Regions from separate parts of the Mus musculus genome. Here all the other regions are linked to region 2. The links are chromatin contacts, called in public HiChIP or PLAC-seq and promoter capture Hi-C maps. All regions are on one chromosome and are shown on one strand. Each heading gives the region's core, a stretch centred on a gene start, on an enhancer-like site or on the middle of the called end of the contact. The rest is flanking DNA. Distances are from core to core; before and after follow the strand shown. Region 1 holds the start of Klk11 (kallikrein related-peptidase 11). Region 2 has its middle 3.0 kb from the start of Gm18905. Region 3 has its middle 14 kb from the start of Klk5.

Region 1 (4,211 bases), core at 306-2,805, 500 kb before region 2:
AGTGACTGGAAATTATCTACAGAAACCAGTAAGTGCCGGAGGCCTGGGCAGTGAAGACCAGGGGGGCCGGGGAAGGGTCAGCAGAGAAAGGAGGCCCACATAGGAGCCCTGGGGCTCCTGGCACACCCGCTGAGGTTTCTCTCTCCTTTCTTGAGCCATGGCTGTCACAGGCCCTGACCTGCCTCCCCCACCGTCCTGTCCCTGCCCCTTCACCAGGCAAGCAGCCCCACCTCTATGACGCCCCAGATTCCCCCCTCTTTGGAAAGGAGAAGGGAGGGCCCAAAGGAGGCCAAGGGGCCCGCTGGGCCTAGGCTGTGAGAAGGGAGAGGCCCACAGGAGGAGAGAGAGCAATGGAGGCCTTAGAGAGGAGACAGAGACAGGCACAATGGGAGGCCTAGAAAGGGGTTGTAGGGACAAAAAGCTGTGACAAGAGGAAACAAGGATCCAAAGACAAGCAGGGACAGAAGCCTAGAGGCAGAGACCAAAATCACACACACAGAGGGGAGAGAGGGATGTGGGGGCCCGAGACTCTGAGACCTGCTGGAAAAAAAAAGGGTATACCTACAAGAAGAGGAGACCACAGGGAGAAGAGGGGCTCAGACAAGTGATATCTTGTCTCCCAGACCCCAAGGCTGCCTTGGGAGGGCCCACACACAGCTCTCTCCCAGGGCAATAAGGCAGGATTAGAAGCCCAGTCATCCCAGCGGCCCCCCTTCCGGAGGCCAAGCCCTCTGCCTGCCTGCCTGCCTGCCTTCTCCCCAGGTGCTCAGACCCAGCCTGCTGCAGTGTCAACCGCACCCTTTAGAGTTCCCATCCCCAGAGCCCAGGAATGAATCCAGGAGAGAAGGGAAGGTTCTCCCACCCCCACCCTCATCCCCACCCCCACCCCCACCCCCACCCATTCCAGAAGACTGCCATCCTAGAAGCTAGGCCTCTTCTGTCCCAGCATGCATTTTCCCCCTCTTGAAGATGTCCTTGGAAGATGGGGAGGGACTTGAAGCCACACTCTGCTTCCCTCTGTATCTCTCACCTCTAAACTGCTGCCCCCAAACTCAGTGACCTCCGTCCAGTCCGTCCCCTCAGGTGGCTTCGTCCTGCCCTTCTCTCCCACCCCCGCCAGCCAGGGCAGCTGTAGGCACCAGCTGTCCCTTAGCCAACCACACCCAGCCCAGTCCAGCTGTCCTTCACTGGAGTTCAGCAAGGTGGAGGGAGAGACTTCACTGGTTGTGGACAGACCTCACAGGTCCCTAATATTCTACATGTTGGGACATCAAAAATGAGGTCCTTACCCAGTAGTTAGCCCCTTCCCCCTTGTCTTCCCAGTTGTGGGGCTCCCAGTTGTGGAACAAGCCAGGTTCTCATGTAAAGAAAAAGAAAAATATTCTCTAAGATTTTCTCCCGGGGTCTTCCTTCTCCGAGCAGCTCAACCTGAGTGAGCCAGGAGCCTTGCCCAACAAAGCCCCTCCCAGCTGTTTTGTTGTTCTCAATATCCAGGAAGCTGCTAGCCTAGATCCAAGCCACTCTGGAAGCACAAGGCTTTTCTTACAGGCTTGGGGATTGGTGTGAGAACCAGGAGGTTCCCCTGGGGGAAGGAGGCAGGTAGTCAGAGAAGCAGAGAGACCCAACAGGTGAAGGAAAGAAGAAAACCCAAAAGCCAGCATTCTGATCGCCTCTTAAAGTGATTAGACCTCCCTCCTTGTCCCCAGGGGAACCTGGCGCCCGCCCTGCCCTACTCCAGGCCAGGATGATTCTCCGACTCATTGCACTTGCTCTGGTAACAGGTACGGTGGGGCTTAGAGGGAAGGGGGGCTCCCTATTCTACTTCTAAGGCCCCCCAGCTACAGTGACACCTGCTTGGAGATCACCCCCATGAAGTAGTCTGAGCTATACCAGGCATAATCAAGTGGGACTAAGAGGAGGAATGGGGGTGGGGGTTGGGTCCCCTCAAAATCTTAGGACAGCCACTAATGACCTGGAAGTATAGTCTTATGCCAGCACGTGACAGCTAAGAATGAGAACAGCTATTCTTTTGCTTACTTTCATTTCTGGGGTCTCTCTACCAGCCTACCCCCTCTTATGCTTGTACTTCATCTTTTGCCCCCTTCAGGGCACGTAGGGGGAGAGACGAGGATCATCAAGGGTTATGAGTGCAGGCCTCACTCACAGCCATGGCAGGTGGCCCTCTTTCAGAAGACACGGCTTCTCTGTGGGGCAACCCTCATCGCCCCCAAATGGCTCCTGACAGCAGCCCACTGCCGCAAGCCGTGGGTGCGGGGGCTGGGGCGGGGCTGGGCGGGGCTGGGAGGGGGCTGGAGATGGAGAGATGAATGGAGAGAGGGGCTGGGTCCAGAGAGAACGTGTGGGGGTGGCAGCAGTGGGTGGAGGGGTTGGGGATGGTGTGGTGTTAGCATGGATGATCAGACTGGAGAGGGTAAAGTAGCATTAGTGTGTATGACGGAGGCCTGGTTGGTATGAAGATAGAGGGTTTGGGGATGGAGTGGCATTAGTTTGTATGATGGGGATCTAGTTGAGTTGATGACAAAGGAATGAGGTGGTCTTAGAATAGATGATGGCCTTAGTCAGGATGAGGATGAAGGAGCGAGTGATGGTAGATGGGTCTGGGTGTTCACAAGGCACAATTCATCATCTCTCCCTCCCCACCCCTGCCCTGTCCCCCTACCTTTCTACCTCTGACCACATCTCTCCCACCTCAGCCATTACGTGATCCTCCTTGGAGAGCACAATCTAGAGAAGACAGACGGCTGTGAGCAGAGGCGGATGGCCACTGAGTCCTTCCCCCACCCCGACTTCAACAACAGCCTCCCCAACAAAGACCACCGGAATGACATAATGCTTGTGAAGATGTCGTCTCCCGTCTTCTTTACCCGAGCTGTGCAGCCACTCACCCTGTCCCCACACTGTGTCGCTGCAGGCACCAGCTGCCTCATTTCTGGATGGGGCACCACGTCCAGCCCCCAGTGTAGGGGCTCCTGAGGGAACCGTGATCCGGGTGGGAGATGGGGAAAGGAGACCAGATGAATCTTCAGAGAGAAAGATCAGAGTCACTCAAGAGGCATGGTGATCTGGAGCAGTCAGGAGAGGGATGAGCTAAAAGGAAGATGAGAAATTCTGAGGGACTCACTTTTGGGCCTCAAGACTGAGACAGGTGTGAGGCAGGTGTGAGACAGGTGTGAGGCAGGTGTGAGACAGGTGTGAGACAGGTGTGAGACAGGTGTGAGACAGGTGTGCGGCAGGTGTGATTCCCAAATCTATAACTTTCTAGTTGTGGGATCTAAAGCAGGTGGCTTTACCTCTCTGAACCTTGGTTTTTTTTTTTTTTTCCTAAAAAGAATAATCATATCTACCTACCACAGTGGGGTCAGAGGTAATGCACAGAGAACAAGTAGTAGGAAGAATTTACTCAATGCATTGCTGTTGCAACAGTTACAAGCATAGAGATGGGTTCAGGGCAAGGATTGTCCCAGGTGCTGGCTACTGTGGTGGGGTTGGAAAACCAGGTGACCACTGCTCACACCCTTCACTGCTGTCCCCACAGTGCGCCTGCCTCATTCCTTGCGATGTGCCAATGTCTCCATCATCGAACACAAGGAGTGTGAGAAGGCCTACCCGGGCAACATCACAGACACCATGCTGTGCGCCAGTGTTCGGAAAGAGGGCAAGGACTCCTGTCAGGTCAGCAGGCAGGGGCTGGATCTCCAGCCACATACCCATTGCAACCTCCATCATCTTTACTGACATCCCCAGTCAGCCCTGATCACAACCATATCCAACCCTGCCTCCCCATGTTCACCCTCCTCTCCAACTCTGCCACCCATGAAGAACCTCTGGGCCCTGACCCCATTTATATTCTCACCCAGAATCCCACCTTCATCCCACCCAGCCTCTCACCATCAATCTCTTCCTTCACCTGCCCACCACCCTCACTACCGTCCTCACCCCCTCCCAACCACCCCACTCAACTCTAACAGGTTGTGTCTCCTCTCATGCCAGGGTGACTCTGGAGGCCCCCTGGTCTGCAACGGATCTCTTCAAGGCATCATCTCCTGGGGTCAGGACCCATGTGCCGTCACCAGAAAGCCTGGTGTCTATACAAAAGTCTGCAAATACTTTAACTGGATCCACGAGGTTATGAGGAACAATTAGAGGGGACCTGCTTCCCACCACCCAACCCCTCCAACCTCTTCTTAATG
Region 2 (4,275 bases), core at 1,654-4,153:
GGTGGGACCAGGAGTCGGCACACCCTCTTGCCAACTCTTTTTCCCACGTAAACAAGAATAAGAATCAGAATTCATGCCTGGTGCTGGAGGACAACTTGCTGCAGGGTCCCTGGGTCTTGATTTCGAATTTTGCCCGGGCAGTGGGTCTGCCAACCTTTTGTACAGCCACAGGATGAGGAAATGCAGGCGCTCCAGGAGCAGCCGTAGGCCCGCACCTGTTTTCAGGGCGGGTTCTGCGCTGGGCGGGGAGATGTCAGGGGGCGAAGAGCTCATGACAGCTATTTCCCAACATGGGTGACAGACTGTCTCCTACTGCTGGGAAGATAAAACCAGGCCAGATTGGGGGCTCTGCCTCCCCTGCTGCCTTCCTGGAGACACTCACAGGTAGTGATTAAGAGTGAAGCCTCCCTCGGTTAGGAGCTGGCTTCTACTCCGTGTGCGCCTGTGTGCTGTAAGCTCCTGGAGCTTCGATCCAGAGGGAGGGCACATGTGTACCTATTGTGTGCTAGCTAGGTTAGTGCTTGCTGAAAAAGGAAAGAGTGAAGAATAAAGACACAGGCTTTCCAATACTGTGACGGGCCCTCCATAAAGCTAAGCCCTTTGGGTGGTGAATCAGCCCCTCTCTGGGAGTATTGACCCCTTCCTAAGATATTAGCAGCTCTTCTAGTTGTTAGGCCCTCCCTTTTAAATATTAGAACCACCCCTAAGATATTGCTCCCCCACTTGTCCACCCATTTACCTGACAGGTGCCTATGTATTTAATTCGATGTATTAATCAAGTCACACCCATGGAGCCCTGACTCCATTTTTCTTTGCTGTGTGACCTTCAGTAAGTGGCTTAATCACTCTGAGCGAAATATCGTCATCTGTGACAAGGATGCTCATTCCAGCAGGCTTGCATGCATACAGATGTCTGCCTGGGACCTGAGATTTAAGGCGACCGAGCATCTGACCAAGGAGTCCTATGTAACTTTAACTTTTTTCAACATCTATTTTTAGTGATGGTTCCTAAACGCTTTAACCTCCCTTCTAGCCCACCACCCTCCAGAGGTAGTGGGAAAGAAAGGATACAGGGAAGCGGACCTGCTTAGAAATGGTTCATTGGAGCAAATCCCATCTGTGTTATCAGAGAACCGGCAGTTTTGTTCACAGGTCAGCAGTGGCAGCTCTGTCCACTCACAAAAATCTTCACAGGAACACCAGCAGTCCAGCAGGAGAGTCAGGAGAGCAAACACAAATCAGCAGCAGTGGCATGACCGAGCAGAGTCAGCAGGAGGGACCAGCACATGAGTCTGTCTCAGTTGACATCACTCTGCCAAATGGCCCGAGTCCACAGAAGCAGGAAGAAGTCACTAACATACATCAGAAGTTTTTGGCGTGGTTCTCTCTACAGAGTCCCAACAAATGGAGCTCAACTATGCATTGTAAGGTGGACCCATACATGTGTGTCCTTAGCAAAGACTCCTTCATTACCTGTCCTTTCATGTGCTTGCTTGAGCAGAACATCCTTTCTCCTGTGTCTGCCTCAGTAAATGTTCCTTCACATGTTTGCCCCAGCAAAACACCATCCAATACAACTGACTTTCCAAAGGATCCTTAAGTTTCTACTTCAGTCATCTTCTAGGGGGCGCTCTTTAGAGATGTTCCAGTCCTCTGCACAGAGGACAACCCACTGTCACCAGGGAGGTCCCAGTGACATCTGCAACCACAGAGGCTAGGACATCATCAGAAAGCCTGCTCAGGATCCCACGCTCCCTTCCCGAAGAAGTCAGTCTTGGATGAAGACTGACTGGGGTGGCTACTCCATGGAAACTGAGGGAGTGGGAACAGTGGGAACTGAGGAGGTGGGAACAGTGGGAACAGTGGGAACTGAGGGGGTGGGAACAGTGGGAACTGAGGGGGTGGGAACAGTGGGAACTGAAGGGGTGGGAACAGTGGGAACTGAGGGAGTGGGAACAGTGGGAACTGAGGGGGTGGTAACAGTGGGAACTGGAGGAGTGGGAACATTGGGAACTGAGGGAGTGGGAACAGTGGGAACTGAGGGAGTGGGAACAGTGGGAACTGATGGAGTGGGAACAGTAGGAACTGAGGGAGTGGGAACAGTGGGAACTGGAGGAGTGGGAACAGTGGGAACTGGAGGAGTGGGGCACTGGGAACTGGAGGAATGGGAACAGTGGGAAATGAGAGAGTAGAAACAGTGGGAACTGGAGGAGTGGGAACAGTGGGAACTGGAGGAGTGAGAACAGTGGGAACTGGAGGAGTGAGAACAGTGGGAACTGGAGGAGTGGGGCAATGGGAACTGAGTGGGTGGGAAGAGTGGGAACTGAGGGGGTGGTAGGAACCAAGAGGGTAGGAATGAAAACCATGGGGACTATGGGAAAAGAGAGAACCGCTCCTACCAAGAAGCCATCTTCTCTGCAGGTCTCTGCTCCCTCCTTCGCGTTTATTTTGTAATTCCTTTTCTTGCTTCTCGAACCGTTTGCTAATTTCCTTTTTGACCTTGTTTTCTCCTTGTAGCTGAAATTTAAATGTACAGACCTTCCTCGGAGTCTGACGCTGATGTTTCTGAGTGAATTGTGGCTTCTGTTTGTCTGTCCCTAGAGCACAGGAATTCTTTGAAAGGGCGTTCTGCAGTGTCCAAGGAGGTTAGAGCTCTCTTTCTTTCAAAGACAAAGATTTACTTTTATGTGTAAATTTTTAAAACTAGCATGGTGTTTTGCCTGTGTAAGACCCTTGAGGCATACAAGTGGCCAGGCCCCACACCTAAGGACACCCAACAACCAGACTCTGCCCCCCCCCCCCCCCCCCCGAGAATACTCTAGCAGGCGGACCCAGCCCGTAGAGATGCAGGAAGACAAGCCCTATCCTATCCCAGGCCACCCTGGAAAGCCCCACCCCTGGAAGCCCTACATAAAGCCTGCCTTCACCTTGTATGAGGTTTGTTGTATGGTGTGACTCTGTGGTATTCCTTGGCTCCTGGCTGCCAGGATACCTTTCCCCCTCAGAGCTGTTAGCACTTACATTGCCTGCAGGTGTGTCTGTCTGTGCACACCATGCCCTCAGGAGCAAGAAGAGGGTGTTGAGTGGCCCTGGAATTGGAGTTACAAATGGTTGTAAGCTGTCTTGTGGGGGCCTGGGGTCAAACTGGAGTCCTCTGGAAAAGCAGCCAGTAACTTTTAGCCACTAAACTGCCTTTTCTCTCCAGCCCCTCTTCCTTCCTTCCTTCCTTCCTTCCTTCCTCCCTCCCTCCCTCCCTCCCTCCCTCCCTCCCTCCCTTCCTTCCTTCTTTCCTTTTATTTTTTATTTACTTGCAGTGCATATCTGTCTGGATGGGAGGTACTGAGTGCAGTACCCACAGAGGTCAGAAGAGGGCGTCAGAACACCTGAAGCTGGAGTTGAAGGAGGCAGTGAGCCTCCTGGTGTAGACACTGGGAGTGATATTATGGTTATTCAGAGGAAAGCCTTATTCTCAGGAGATGGGGCTGGAGATCTGGCAGATAAATGGTTTATGATCCACACTTACGCAGGCTTTCAGGAGCTTCAAGAAATTCCTTGTAATGGCAGGTCTTCTTATCTTGTTCAATTTTTTTCTGGTTCTTCTTCATTTGTTTCACTTTTTGTTTAAGTTTTTCAATTAGCAGGTATTAATTGTGCACAATAGTGGGTTTCGTTATGGCACATTCTTCCATGTTTATAGCGTAATGTTTAATCATACTCATCCCCCTTGTCCCTCATCTTGTCCCTTCCCATACCTACTGAATCCCTTCCTTCCCCCACCTAGTCAGTCGTGTGACATTATTCCTGGGAAGACATAAACATTTTCTCACCATGAATAGAGAACTGACCACAGAACAAAGAACAGATGCCACCAAAGTCCATCTTGGTGAACCAGTGAGTTTTATTGGGGTTACTTACAGAAGCAGAAATGACTCCGATAGCCGACTTTGACAAAAGCCCATCCTAGCATGGATGACAACTCACATAAGATGGGACCCTAGAGCACACTGCACAGCCTGCAGACAGCTCAATAGGTTAGAGGTTGTCTTTCCCAGACAGTTCAGTTGGTCTGAGAGTGACCCTTAGCAGTCCTTTCTACTTATGTATGCGTGAAGAGGGAGGAGCCTAGTGAGTCTGCTCAATTTCAGGGACTTTCTGAAGCCTGTGAGTTGCTTATTACTTTCTAGATTAAGGAGCTGGCCTCCAAGATGAAGGTTTTCAATCTACACAATAGTCCCCTGTGGTTAATGCCTTTGTGTCTCCCTGACAACGTTAAGT
Region 3 (4,642 bases), core at 1,075-3,574, 420 kb before region 2:
CTGCAGAAGGCTGCATAGCCATCCTAAACCATGCATGCACAGTGTGAGTCTCACTGGGTGTTTGTTTGTTTGTGATGGTGGTGGTAGTGGTAGGGGTGGTGGTGGTGTTATTTCTGAGACAGGGTTTCTCTATTAGGTAGCCCTGGCTATCCTGGAACTTGCTATGTAAACCACGCTGGCCTCAAATTCAGAGACAAACTTGTCTCCACCTCCTGAATGCCGGATTAAAGGCATGTCCCACCATGCCCTGCTCAACTAGGTTCCTATTCCTAGAGTAAAGGGGGTTCTGTGCCATGTTCTAAATGACCAGGGTTCTACATTATGAGAAGGCTGGCTGGCTCAGAATGGCACAGCCAACAACAAAGCACAGTGTTGGAGAAGAGGGTGCCACCTGGAGCATGTGTTTTGATTTCAAGAAGCGCTGACCCTGGGGGGGATTTGACTTTCTGCCAAGCAGCTTTTTTATTCTATTTTTTAAATGGTGTTTTGCCTTATTTAATCCTCTCATGGAAAAGAGGGTACATTGTATTCACATTTCACCACAGAGAGAACATGTAGACAGGGCAATCCTTGGGGTTCACTGGCCAGCTAGCCTAACCTACTCAGTACCTTCCAGGCCAGTGAGACCCTGATTCATAAAACAAGTGGACAGTTCCCGAGGACTGACACCTGGCATCAACCTCCACCCTCCACACACCGACGTACCCTCCCACACACGAATGTGCATTCACGTAAAGACACTGGGTGCGTGACATTTACTGTAGCTAAGGTGGAAACAGCAAGGGAAGCTTGTGGTGGATTCTCAGAGTCTCACAGACACAGGTCCCATCTACATAAAACCTGCTTATTGCAGTGGCAGAGTTTGGATGCACTCGGACTCAGGATCAGAGTCAAGGGTGAACAGAGAACCCAAGACACATAAACACTGTTTGGTTTCAGGCTCGGGGACAAAGAGCTGAGGTGCATATCTCACATACCAAAGCAGACCTGCCCTCCAGGTTCTCCCAGCATTCCTCAGTCCTCACTGGCATACCCTGCCCCTAACCATGAACTGTCCATTGTGGGGGCTGGGCTGCCCTTCCCCCAGAGGCTCCTTCCTATATAATCAAGACATTTTTGCCTTCTGGCTCTCTCCTGCTCTCTCCTTCACTCTGCCTCTGCGCTTTTCCTTTCCTTCTCTTCTCCCTCTCTTTTGTCTCTCTTCCCATGGCGACTTCCCTGGCTTCCTTCCTTGGGGCCAGTAAACTCGCAACTTCAGACTAAACCTGCCTATATATATATATTTTAATCTGGCTTGAATTGGCTCATTTCAATGGGGGAGAAATAATTTATCAGATATAACAAGGAAGAGAGGCCAATGCCCTGTGACCCCTCTGACTCTATACTAGATAAATTGGATAAAGCTGAGATGATCTCACCCAAACCCTTCTGCAGCCCTGGCCAAGACTAGCTATCACTTATGTTAGTTGGCAAGTGAGCTGGAAGCATCACAGAAGCCATAGGACCTAGCTCTAAGCAAGGAGCTAGGATGGAAGCTAGCTAAGATCAAAGCCAAGGGGAGGGGGAATGTTTGTTTACCTGGTAGAAGGGAGCAAGCAGAGCTGGGAGCTTGGGAGGTAGCGCCCCTCTCTAGAACCCCCAGCAAGGGGCTGAGGGAGTGCTTTCCAGGTCACCTGTGGACTCAAGCAGTATCTGCTTGGTCAACAATGAAGTAGGAGGGAGGTTGATAAGCTCATTTCAGCTGCACCCATCTTATCTGAAGTGTGGAGTCAGGCAAGGTTACAGAATACCTCCTCCTCGTTCCAAGTGACAGAGAGCTTGCCTGGCATGTGCAAGGCCCTGAGTTTAATCCTTAGTACTGTATTTAAACATTCTTCTTACACTTGTTGTATTTTATGCCTGTGGGGGTTGGAGGGCATGAAGAGGCAAGTGCACGCCATGGCCTGTTCTGAGAACGATTTGCAGGATTTATTTATCTTTCTACGTCTACCCTGTGGGTCCTGAAGACTGAACTTAGGCTGTCAGGCTTGGGGGCAGTCACCTTTACTGACTGAGCCATCTTGCCAGCCCTTCTCCCACCATCAGCACTGGTTTTTTTGTTGTTTTGTTTTGTTTGTTTTTTAAGCAAAATGAAGGAAAAGGAAGCTGAGAGTAGTGGTTGACACTTGTAATTCCCATACTAGGGAGGCTGAGGTAGGGAGAATCTGGAGACTAAGGCCAGCCTGGGCTACTTAGCGAGAACTATCTCAGTAACAAACACAAAACCACTGTGGGTGTAGCTGGGTTGGTGTACTCAGCACTCACGAGATGTAAACAGGGTGTGGCAGCGAATGATGCTGTAATCCAGGCATTTGGAGCCAGGAGTGGGAGGCTCTGGATTTCAAGGTCATTGTTGGCTGCACAGAGTTGAAAGCAAGGCTTGGGATACATGAGGCCTCGTCGCTAAAATAAAATAAAATGTTTTAAAAAAAAAAGGAAGACTCTGTGATAACGTCTGAATATCCCTCCCCAATTTCTCACTCAGAAGGCGAGTACCCCGAGGAGGGCTAACCACCTTAAATCACAGGAACAAACGGTGACCGGATAGCAAGCCGGTTGTAGCCCACCCTCTCAGGAATTTCCTTCCTGCTCCTGCCTTGCATGCCCTGCTCAACTTGGAGCAGGGAAAATAAAAGGCAAGAGTCAAGATACTGTCTTTGGTTGTTTGAGCTGATCCAGAGGGTTGGGTGTGGGAAAAGAGGCTTCCAGAAGGAGGAAGCTGAGCTAACACTCATTTTCTTGGCAGCTCAAACTTTCTTTTCTCATACGAGGTTGTGTCTTTTTCCATGCAGACGCTGGTTCCAGAGCTGGGAGGAGGCAGGCGTCTGTGAGCAGTCCCTTAATATCAAGGGTGGAGACTCTCACCTTCCTGCACGGTGTTGTAAGATGGAGGAGCATAGGGCTGTGGTGGCGCAATAGCAAGCTTCTTACCTAGGACACATCACGGCATTGTGACAAACAGGAGGGATGTTCACAGCAAGGGAGAGCTTATCACCAAGTGGGCCCAAGAGCAACATGGGAGAGGAGACTCAGACAGGTGGATGTGTAAGTCTAGGAGTTAACATGAGTTACAACAGCAGCCCGGATGGACAGGAGAACACGGAATGCTTAATAAAAGGTGTTGGGAGAACCAGTTCCCTCCAAACCGGAAACCAAACCCAGAGCTGGAGAGATGGCTCCACAGATAAGGTGTTTGCTGCACAGACCTAACGCCCTGAGTTTGATCTTTTGAACCCATGCAAAGGTGGAAGGAGAGAATTGACTCCACAGAGTTGCCCTCCAACCTCCGTTCCCATCAGATACACAGTAACTGATAGGATTAGGCAGCGGGTCCCAACAGAAACCCACACCATGAGGCGGGTCTCACGTGGGAGGTTATTGGGTGAGAATTCCGAAGGAGCTTCTGGGAGAGGGAAGAACGAATAAAGTAGGAGTAGGAAGAACGTGACTTTGAGATTATGGCGCATGCACAAGAAGACCCCTGGGCAGCTAGAGAGGATGCGTCTGGTCGCGGGGTCCCTCGAAAGCTGGCTGTAAAGATGCCTGATTGTTGTGGAGTCACTTTTAGCTGTCCATGGATATGCCCGCTTGCCAAAAATAATCATGAATAATTGTTTAATAAAAGGAAAGAAACCAGGTTTCTATCTGGTACCAACTGAATGCAGGCCAGCTTGGGCTACACAGAGAGATGCTATGTTAAAAATAAAAAAAATTAAGACTGAAACAAGGGGTGACGGACCAGCGGGTAAAGTGAACGTCAGGAAAGCAAGAGGTCCAGAATTTGAGCTCCAGGGCCTCATGAAAGCAGGCGTGGGGCCGGTGACATGGCTCAGCGGGTAAAGGCACCTGCATATAGGTGTGAAGATGTACACGTGCCTGAAGACAGAGTCTAATTACTGAAACCCACATGGCAGGAAGGATAACCAACGCCCATAAGATGTCATCTGATTTCCACACGGACACTGTGACGCGTGTTCCCAAACACATGCACACAGGAACACACACGGTAAATAAATGTGATAGAAAGGGTTTTAAAACGGCAAGCTTGATGGAACCTGCTTGAGGCACTGGGAGCACTAGGAGGCCTGAGACAGGCAGATCCCTGGGGCTTGCTGGCCAACCCAGCAGACCTCAGACAAGGGACTGACTGAGGTGCATATTTAGTATATCAAAGCAGACCTGGCCTCCTACTTGACCGTACCCTGCCCCCCAACCCTAAAATCTTCAGCCCAGGGTCTGGACTGCCTCCCCACTATCCCTCCCCATAAGGCTCCTCCCTATATCATAGGGACATTTTGCGCTTGATCCCTCCCTCCCTTCGTCCCCTCCCCCTTTCTTTCTCTTGCTCTCTTTCTCTTCCTCCTCCCCACTTTCTCTCCCCCATGGGGACTCCTCTGGCCTCAGTCTTGGGGTCAGTGAATCCACACTTAATGTAATCTAATCTGGCTTGAATTGCCTCATTTCACCAATGAGAAATTACCTATCACCGGGGAAATTCTAGGTCTCAATAAAACAAAATGAGGAGCTGGAGAGTTGACTTGGAGCCTTAGAACACTTGTTGCTTTTGCAAAGGACCCAGGTTCTAGTTCCAGCACCCATGTGG

The links. Promoter capture Hi-C pulls out the DNA fragments that hold promoters and counts their contacts. HiChIP or PLAC-seq counts read pairs in DNA pulled down with a chosen protein or histone mark.
Region 1: a contact with region 2 is called in a promoter capture Hi-C map of embryonic stem cells, with 2.9 times the contacts expected there. The contact joins the promoter of Klk11 here to the enhancer-like site in region 2. A contact is called at or near these places in 4 of 39 promoter capture datasets (the HPC-7 cell line, embryonic stem cells, hippocampal neurons and 1 more).
Region 3: an H3K27ac HiChIP or PLAC-seq map of embryonic stem cells shows a contact between it and region 2, with 5 read pairs. The contact joins two enhancer-like sites. A contact is called at or near these places in 8 of 39 promoter capture datasets (the HPC-7 cell line, embryonic stem cells, hippocampal neurons and 3 more) and 1 of 115 datasets of contacts at active chromatin or transcription factors (embryonic stem cells).

Annotation. Positions count from the first base shown.
Region 1 is chr7:43,774,774-43,778,984 of GRCm38.p6, forward strand. It overlaps Klk11 (kallikrein related-peptidase 11), which reads left to right and starts at 1,556. Exons shown (of 5, transcript NM_019974.2): 1 at 1,556-1,781; 2 at 2,108-2,264; 3 at 2,715-2,980; 4 at 3,557-3,693; 5 at 4,012-4,211. The coding sequence starts at 1,745. The coding sequence ends at 4,164.
Region 2 is chr7:44,274,063-44,278,337 of GRCm38.p6, forward strand. No RefSeq gene overlaps it. Among named protein-coding and RNA genes, the nearest start is that of Gm18905, 3.0 kb to the left of the region's middle. Within about 2 kb of position 2,904, at least 3 of the 459 cell types and tissues checked have an H3K27ac peak or open chromatin away from gene starts, as enhancers often do. A contact at or near this core is called in embryonic stem cells, where this site is marked.
Region 3 is chr7:43,854,172-43,858,813 of GRCm38.p6, forward strand. No RefSeq gene overlaps it. Among named protein-coding and RNA genes, the nearest start is that of Klk5, 14 kb to the left of the region's middle. Within about 2 kb of position 2,325, at least 18 of the 459 cell types and tissues checked have an H3K27ac peak or open chromatin away from gene starts, as enhancers often do. A contact at or near this core is called in embryonic stem cells, where this site is marked.